Linked DNA regions of Mus musculus: region 1 is linked to region 2. Evidence: chromatin contacts called from public ChIA-PET data. All regions are on one chromosome and are shown on one strand. The core of a region is the stretch at or near the end of the contact, and the rest is flanking DNA. Distances in the headings are between cores, read along the strand shown.

Region 1 (4,096 bases), core at 1,552-4,051, 110 kb before region 2:
GCTAGTCACAACTACTAATAAATGGCAAATATTACATCAGGCTTCTAAGAAGATTTTTTAACAAGCTAATGAATATGGTTCTCCTCCTCCAACTACTTGGGATTGAACCCAGAACCTCCTGAATGCTATGTAAACACTCTACACTTAGTTACAGCCTAATACGGCATTTTTTCTAAGACAAAATAATAACAACATCCATTAAAACATCTAGATTTAACAAGTTTCCCAAAAACTGTTCAACCTTAGATCTGAGAAGAGTCAGGACAATGTCTAGGTCAGCTAGCAAAGTTTTAAAATACTGAAGACTTGACACCAAAACCAAGGCATTTACAGGCAGCAGTGTAGCAGGACCAGCAGCCCTGCAGAATGAGGAGCATGCTACTGAAGTGTTTCTCTAATTGCACCTGCCAATTCTGCAGCTGCAGCTGGGAAGGCACTTTCTGCCTTACAGTATCTGCTTTACAGTAAAACTCATTTTCTTTACAGTTAGGTGGCTGTGAGAACTGACAAACGGAAATGAAAACACAGCCATCATTAGGTATAATTTTATTACCATTACCCATTAATTTTGTAACTCCAACAGTTTCTCTCCTTAATCTCATAATATTAGGCAGAATTTTTGTATTCCAGTTCAGTAAACTTTCATCCATCAAAATTTTTACTCAGCTAAATTTGGCTGGGTGAGGTAGGTCATGTCTGTAGTCCAAACTCTCAGGAAGCTAACTCAGGAAAACCCTGAGTTAAAGGTTAGCCTGTGTTACACATCAAGACTGCTTCAAAAAAAAAAAAAAATGAGCGCTAATACAAAAACAAGTTCTTTTGAAGGTTCCCAGTATGTCAGGGAAAACAAACAGCAACGCTACATAAAAATTCTTCATCGAAAGATCATCTTTACTAAAGAACCCTACCTTCTGACAGCCTCAGAAGAGCAAAAGAATTTCCTATTCTTTGAGGAAATTATTATCCACTGAGCTTTTGCCAGTCTGATATTAAGGTCCCATTCACAGAAAGCAATTTAAAAGCTTGTTGCAGCCACAGTAGATGGTCATCTTGTGAGGATGGAGCAGTAGAGGCTTGTTGAAAGTAGAAAATAATTAAAAGTTGGTTTTGAAATGCCCAACAACATAGCCAAACCTATCTGATAAGCTGCAAGGAGCCTTAATGAGCCTCAGTTAGAAGTCAAAGGAGTCACGATACCATTTCTTATTTATATGAACTCAAAAAGTTTTGGGATCAATATTTTTCTGGCAGAGTTACAGCTTTGGTACTACATCTTCCAGAAAAAGCACCTGTGTGCTTACACATTTCTTTTGTCAGCTGCCAACTATAACCTCCCTTTGCTACCTTTAGGTTTCTTGATCACGATAGAAAAAAAATTCCATTCATGTGGAAAAAATCTGCTAAATAGCAAGAGAATACTGATCCTGAAAAAGCTGTTAAAATCACCTTTCAAATTTTGTACGAGGTAACTCCAATCCTCGAGTTACCAATGGGGACGATCTTGTAGGATTCTGGACTATGGGTGGCTTCACTTCTTGTCGTAAATGACCTCTTAAACCCAAGAATTTCCACGGACCATATTTCCACCCTGTGGCCAATATGCGGGCCAACTCAAGCTGTATTCAAGTGTTAACAATTCGCACTGAATTATCTGTAAAATCCAAACGTCCAAATTCCCCTTGCAGATTTAATTTTTTTAATTTAAAGGTAATGTACTAAAGACTTACACTTGCCTGACATCTGAACCTTCTTAAAAACGAAGCACAGAGGAGAAGAAACCACTCGCGTCAGAAGAAATCTGAGTGACATCTTTATTTTCACAAATCACTACCCTCTACGAACATCACTTCCTCTCTCCGATCGCCTCCCCCAGTCCCTGTACGAGAATCAGCGATGCATACCCGCCCCTCGCAATCTAGCTTCTTAAAGGGATCACAAACAGGCAAGCCCCAAAGCCGTCATCCACTACCCAGAGATTTTTGACACCTTGAAAGACACTTACCTGTAAAAAAGCCAAGGCCCTAAATTAGATCCCCAAGGGCTCCTTTTTTTCCCCTGGACTTTTCCTCTCTAACCTTTAGGCCAAGCTCCTTCCCACCCGACAGCACCTCCCTCTTTCCAGGCAACCCTAACTCCCGCCCTGCGAAACCAGCCACCATTCCCACCGAGTCAGGTGGCTGTCAGTCCCCACCCGGCTGCCTCGCCCTCATGCGGGTTACGGGTTACAGGAGGCCCGGGGCCAGCTCTCCCTATCCCTCATCTCTATGGCTACAACCCAGGGCACCTCCTCCTCCAGGTCTGGATTCCGGGGACCCCTCTTGCACGTTCCTTCTCCCCTAGCCGGGTAGCAAGGACCCAGCCCCTGCGCCTCGTCCCTTGTTGCCCGCGGGTCAGCTCAACCCCCTGATTTTCTCCGGATTCCATTCCAGAGCGGCCTCCCCTGGCTTCCCCAACCGTCTCCCCGCGGCCCTTGGCGCCCCCGACTCTCCACTCACCCTTGGTTGCAGGCGCCCCCCAATCTCCCCTCTCATCAGCCTCGGCGCCCGCTCACCTCCGCGGTGGGAGCCGGGCTGCCGGGACCCAGCTCGGAGCCGGTGTCTAAGTCGCCGTTGGAGTCGGGGGTCCTCGGCGCGTAGGCGGGGCGCAGCGCCTTGAGAGTCAGACGCGAAGGCCGGGGGAGGGAGCCGGAGCGCAGGCGGGAGCCGGCTCGGCTACCAGCGGGCATCGCTCCGGCCCCTTTGGAGCCGTGCCGCCAGCAGCGGCCAGCCGAACCGGAACTGCTTCGGGAGGCGGGGCGCTACGGGGAGGGGGCGGGTCCAAAACCGGAAGAGGAGGGGAAACCCAAGGGGGAGGGGGAGAGCGCTTGCGTCATGCCCAAGCATAATTCATCAAAGGGTTTTAATGAAGATAGGAGAAGGCTTGTGGGTTGTTGACTGGGGTTGGAGCCTAGGAAGAGGCTATTATCCTGAGCCCTTTGAAGGGGCAAACCCCTTCTCAGTCAGTCCTCAAGTTGCATCATTTATTTGTTTTTCCACCTTTGGTGTTTTCGAGACAAGGTTCCTCTGTGTGTAGCTTCAGCTGTCCTGGACATCACTCTGTAGACCAGGCTGGCCTCAAACTCACAGAGATCCACCTGCCTCTTCCTCCCAAGTGCTGAGATTAAAGGCGAGTGCCACCACTGCCCAGCCCCGTTTATTGCCCCTTGATTTTGTACTGTGCTAGAGACTATACTTCAAATCATTGTTTCAACTCTGTAGATCTCATAGAAAGGTCAAGAAACATTGTAGCCTGACGTAGCACAGTTAATCCAAGCTGGTACCCAAGCCCAAGCTAACCTCAGACAGAACCTGGGTTCTTTCCTGCTACTACCATACCCCACCTTAACGGAATATCCCCTTCTAAAGCAAGCCTAACATTGGCAGAATCCACGTCTGAAGCCATCTGCAGCTTGAAATCTCAGCCCTCTTTGACTCTACTTTCTTGAACAATGCAGGACCGGCTTTGGTAGTTCTGAGGGAGAAGGGGGCAGATTCTAAGATGGACAGGAGGAGAACAGGGGCAGCCAGGAATCTGCCTAGTATGCTCAGAACCTTCAAGGGCTCCATGACACTGCAAAACATCTCATCTCCTGCAGCCCTTGTAGGCAGAGAACTCTCTTGTCCCCGTGCTTCTATAGGGGTAGAGGTGTTGCTCAGTGGTTAGAGCACTTGCTGCTCTTGCTGGAGACTCAGGTTTAATACCCTTTCACCTCAATGCCTCAAGTTCAATGCCACATGCCACCTCACAACCATCTAGAACTCTAATTCCAGGAGACCCACCCCCCACCCCCACTTTCTGGATACAGCAGGCATGGGATGCATGTGGCCCACATACATATTTGTAGGCACTCAAACATAATTTTAAAACTTATTTTATATGTATAAATGTTTGCCTGCATGTATTATCTGTGTTCTTAACCACTGAGCCATCTCTCCAGTACCAATAAAATATTTTTAATTATAAAAATAATGTTTAAAAAGTGGTTCTAGTGTCCAAAGATTCTCAGAGCCTTATTCTCAGAGCCTTGGGCAATGATCACCTCTCTGACATAAAAGGA
Region 2 (3,928 bases), core at 583-3,082:
TTTTTGGTCAGGAAATTATACAAAATCAGTCTAAAATTTATCTGCAGACTTCAACATTTCAGAATCTAATGATAGAGACTTATAGAGTCAACATACTTCCTTATGGACCCTCACAGCATACCTACATGCAAGGCCTTGCATTTCCTGCACATATATTCAAATTTCCTTTATCCAGCTAACAACCTACGAATTCACGTGCACTAAGTGACAGACTGTCATATAGCTAGAGAGTCCTATCATCACAGGGTAAGGGGCTCACAGGCTACTATCTCTCTAAATGCAGCTTGAGCCTTAGTATGAAATAAGCAAGAAGAGAGACAGCGGCTAAGAAAGAAGCACAGCCGCTGCATTGTTGCAAGCATCCAGCCGCTGCATTGTTGCAAGCATCCAGCCGCTGCATTGTTGCAAGCATCCAGCCGCTGCACTGTTGCAAGCATCCAGCTTTAACCAGAGAGGCTCAGGGCTACAAGTGCATATGAAGCCAGCAGCTCCTGAGAAACCTCGTTACCAACAGCTTCTGCAACAGTGAGAGGGAAGTAACTAGAGCCTCCTCAGGTGAACAGGCTCTCTTTACCCCTGCTCTCCTCTGCTCCACAAAGACTACTGGGCAAAATCTGAGAAAGCGAAAACTCCTTGTAACTAACAATCGCTTGTGCTTATTCCCAATAATTACCTAATGGTATAGTGAGCACAGTGCCACAGAACTCTACCAGCTCATTGCAGGTAATGGCTTTCTGAGGCAAGGGCACTGTGGTGAGATCTAGTCTCATTTTCCCTGAGTGTAAGTGGGTGTCAGGGAAACTGTCACGTGAGGAAGATCTTCTAACTCAGGTGGTTATAAACAGAAGACCCACTATGTACGATTACAAAAAGAAAACAGCACAGCAGGTTAAATAAAGCTTTATGCGGTACAGTTTCCTGAAACAGCCGGCAGCTACTCTGGAAGGAAGTAATGTATTTCACTTACTGAAATCAATGAGAAAGCGTCCAAATCCTTGCCTTTGGTGCTGGGGCATGATCATTATGCAGGACACATTATACTTCTGCTGGCAGAGCTTTTCCTATGGGAAAAAGAAGCATAGTAAGTATGTCAGAGCTCTGCTGCAGTGGGCAAGTCCCAGTACCTGCCACCGTCCTTGTAAAGCTATCCGCTAAGGTCAAACAGTGGCTTGGGTCAGGACCAATCAGAGTAATCCTACCATGCTGATCAAGTAAGTAACAACAAAGCACCCTCTCTGGCTATGCTTCTCAGATGTATCTGCATTCTACAAAGTTAGGAGCATAAAATCCGTATAGGGAATCTAGGAAATGTGTGCAGGGTGAAAGAACCGCCACAGGAGGGAACGACGCTCTCCTTGCTCACACAACTGCAGAAACGGAGAAAACACCACCTAGTCCACCCAGTGGAGTAAACTGGGCTTTGGCGGGCAGCCCTACTGCGTGATAATCTACAACTCGACAATGGCAAGCTGGCCTCTGCCTCTGAGTAAATCCCCCAGTGGCACTGGAATGGCAGACACGTGAGTGGACACACAAACAAATGTGTCTCCTGTGAGTCAGAAGGCCAAGTAGAAATAATTAAAGTCGGCACCTCAAACCAGGAAAATCAAACAACAACAAAGACACCAAGAAACCCCAAAGCCTCTGAACAACAGTGAGACGGAAATCCTATCAACAGGCTAAAGCCAGGAGGGGGTCTGAGTAGAGCTCTGGACAGCTCTAAGAACTAAGGGTTCACAATCGCAATATCGAATTCACAGTACACAGACACCACCAAAACCTACACAGAGAAGATCTGGAAAAGGCTTCTGAGGCCGTGAGTGCTGTGGCCAAATATAAACCACAAATGAGGCTGCTCACAAATAGAACCACATCACAAGATCACTTCAGAACACTCAGATCTTTAACGAACCAGTTTCAAAGACCACAGGAAACAACTGTGGAAAAAAGTCTAAAGGGCAAAAATGAAAGAAGATGAGCCCCACTTTTGTGTACTTGTAGCTGTCTGTGGCATCTCTAAGCCTTGAGAAGTAACAACGAGACTCTAGGAGATAAATTGCCCATCCCTGGATGTGCATGCCAATAGTAAAGGCTCAAATAATTAATTTTACTGTGCAAAGTAAGATAAATGGGTCACTCTATCTAAAAAGAGATGTACTCTGGGCAAAGAGGATTTATATCCTTGATGCCAGCCCTTTCTCTGTCCAGAACTGTTCTCAGCCATGAGAGTTCACTGAAATATAATCCAACAGCAATCCACTTCCTTTTCTTAATAGATGGACCTAGCCCAGTAAGTAAGTAAAAAGCCTGCTGTGCCGGTGTGAGCCTCCAGGAGCACGAGGCTTAAATCCACATTGAACAGAAGGGCTGCCAGACTTGGTGGTGTACCTTCTAATCCCAGCACTCGGGACGCAGAGGCAGAGGCAGGTATTTCTTGGTAAGTTCCAGGACAGCCTGGTCTACAGAGAGAGTTCCAGTAAAGCCAGGGCTGTTGCACAGAGAAACACTGTCTGGAGTGGGTGGGGAGTGGATGTTCAGGAGGCAGAAGACAGGCAGATCTCTGAATTCTAGCATAGCCAGAGCTAAATAGTGTGATTCTGTTCAAAAAACAAAAACAAATAAACAATGAAGAAAGAAAGAAAGAAAGAGAGAGAGAGAGGGAGAGAGAGAGAGAGAGAGAGAGAGAGAGAGAGAGAGAAAGAAAGAAAGAAAGAAAGAAAGAAGGAAAGAGAGTCAGTCAAAATAGCTGCACACAGGGATGAGACAGGAGGACCTCTGGATGGTTCATGTGTCTGGAGGGAGAGAACACTGAGGGACATGGACAGTCTTGCCATGCCGTCTTGGCTGACCACAAACTGGTGATCCCTTGTCTTAGCCCTCTGAGTATTTATATTAGCAGCATATGCCAACACACCGGGAAGATAGTCTAGCTTCTTATTTCCTGTGAAAACAGCACTTCTATGGAGTGTTTCATCATGAACATTAAAGAAAAGCAGATCCAATAAAGTCACTCATCTGCTGAGCGTCTGGATAATTACCATCTCTGTTTCTGTAACCATTCTTGGGTGCATACCCAGGGAAAGTTCAACACCTGGCAAACACATTCCAAACCAGCTCTCTTTCAAGGTGCATGACTTAGCAACAGCAGTTTCTGAGCAGTTTCTTCTGGAGAAGAGCTCTGAACCAGTGAAAAGACGAGCCACTGTGCCTTAGTATGCAAGTTCTTCCCCATGTTGACTGCTAGAGACAGGTAGGTTTCCTACAGGCAAGACTCCCTTAGAACTTAAAAACCACAGCACAGATCATGAGAGGCAGCGGTGGAAAACCAGCCACCTATCAACTAGGCCATCAATTGCCAGTGGTGTTTTTGTTTTTGTTTTAATTACATGTATTCCTTGGTGTGTGTGGGGTGGGAGGCAGGGCAGGGTAGGGTGCATGCGGACAACTTCTGGGAGTCAGTTCTCTCCTACCAAGCAGGTCCTGGACGTTTCTCAGGAGCCATCTCAGCAGCCCACACCAATGCTCTAACACTGGATACTGCTGACCACGAGGTAGGAAATGAGCCAGAGAGGCTGAGGTCTTAAGTGCTCCATCACAGAAAGCTTCATGTGCACACCACTTAAAAGAAGAAAGAAGCTCAACATTTGGAAATCAAAGCTGCGAGGCAGTCTACAAGGTGGTAATGAAATGTCGCATGGTCACTGTCAGCACAGCACAGGGTTCTGGGGTCCTTTACACACTTCCTAGGCACCTTTTGTTGTTATTTGTTTTGTTTCTTGTTTGTGTCCTTTCAAATGAGCTTTAAACAAAAAGCTGAGGTTTTCAGAAACATGAGCCACTTACTCAAATTATTGTCATAAAAATACAAAAACAAGAGAAAACAAAACAAAAAAACCCTGTTCAAAGACCTGAGCTCCACTAAAAACAT

What was found. ChIA-PET counts read pairs in DNA pulled down with a chosen protein or histone mark.
Region 1: a contact with region 2 is called in an RNA polymerase II ChIA-PET map of effector CD8 T cells, with 17 read pairs. The contact joins the promoter of Samd8 here to the enhancer-like site in region 2. A contact is called at or near these places in 11 of 39 promoter capture datasets (the 3T3-L1 cell line, 3T3-L1-derived adipocytes, cranial neural crest and 7 more), 1 of 15 datasets of contacts at CTCF or cohesin (the NIH/3T3 cell line), 2 of 115 datasets of contacts at active chromatin or transcription factors (effector CD8 T cells and memory CD8 T cells) and 4 of 9 other capture datasets (adipose tissue, liver, macrophages and 1 more).

What each region holds. Positions count from the first base shown.
Region 1 is chr14:21,749,236-21,753,331 of GRCm38.p6, reverse strand. It overlaps Samd8 (sterile alpha motif domain containing 8), which reads right to left and starts at 2,801. Exons shown (of 6, transcript NM_026283.3): 1 at 2,552-2,801. The coding sequence starts at 2,725.
Region 2 is chr14:21,634,680-21,638,607 of GRCm38.p6, reverse strand. It overlaps Kat6b (K(lysine) acetyltransferase 6B), which reads right to left. Exons shown (of 17, transcript NM_017479.3): 12 at 968-1,061. Among named protein-coding and RNA genes, the nearest start is that of Dupd1, 78 kb to the left of the region's middle. Within about 2 kb of position 1,832, at least 27 of the 459 cell types and tissues checked have an H3K27ac peak or open chromatin away from gene starts, as enhancers often do. A contact at or near this core is called in effector CD8 T cells and memory CD8 T cells, where this site is marked.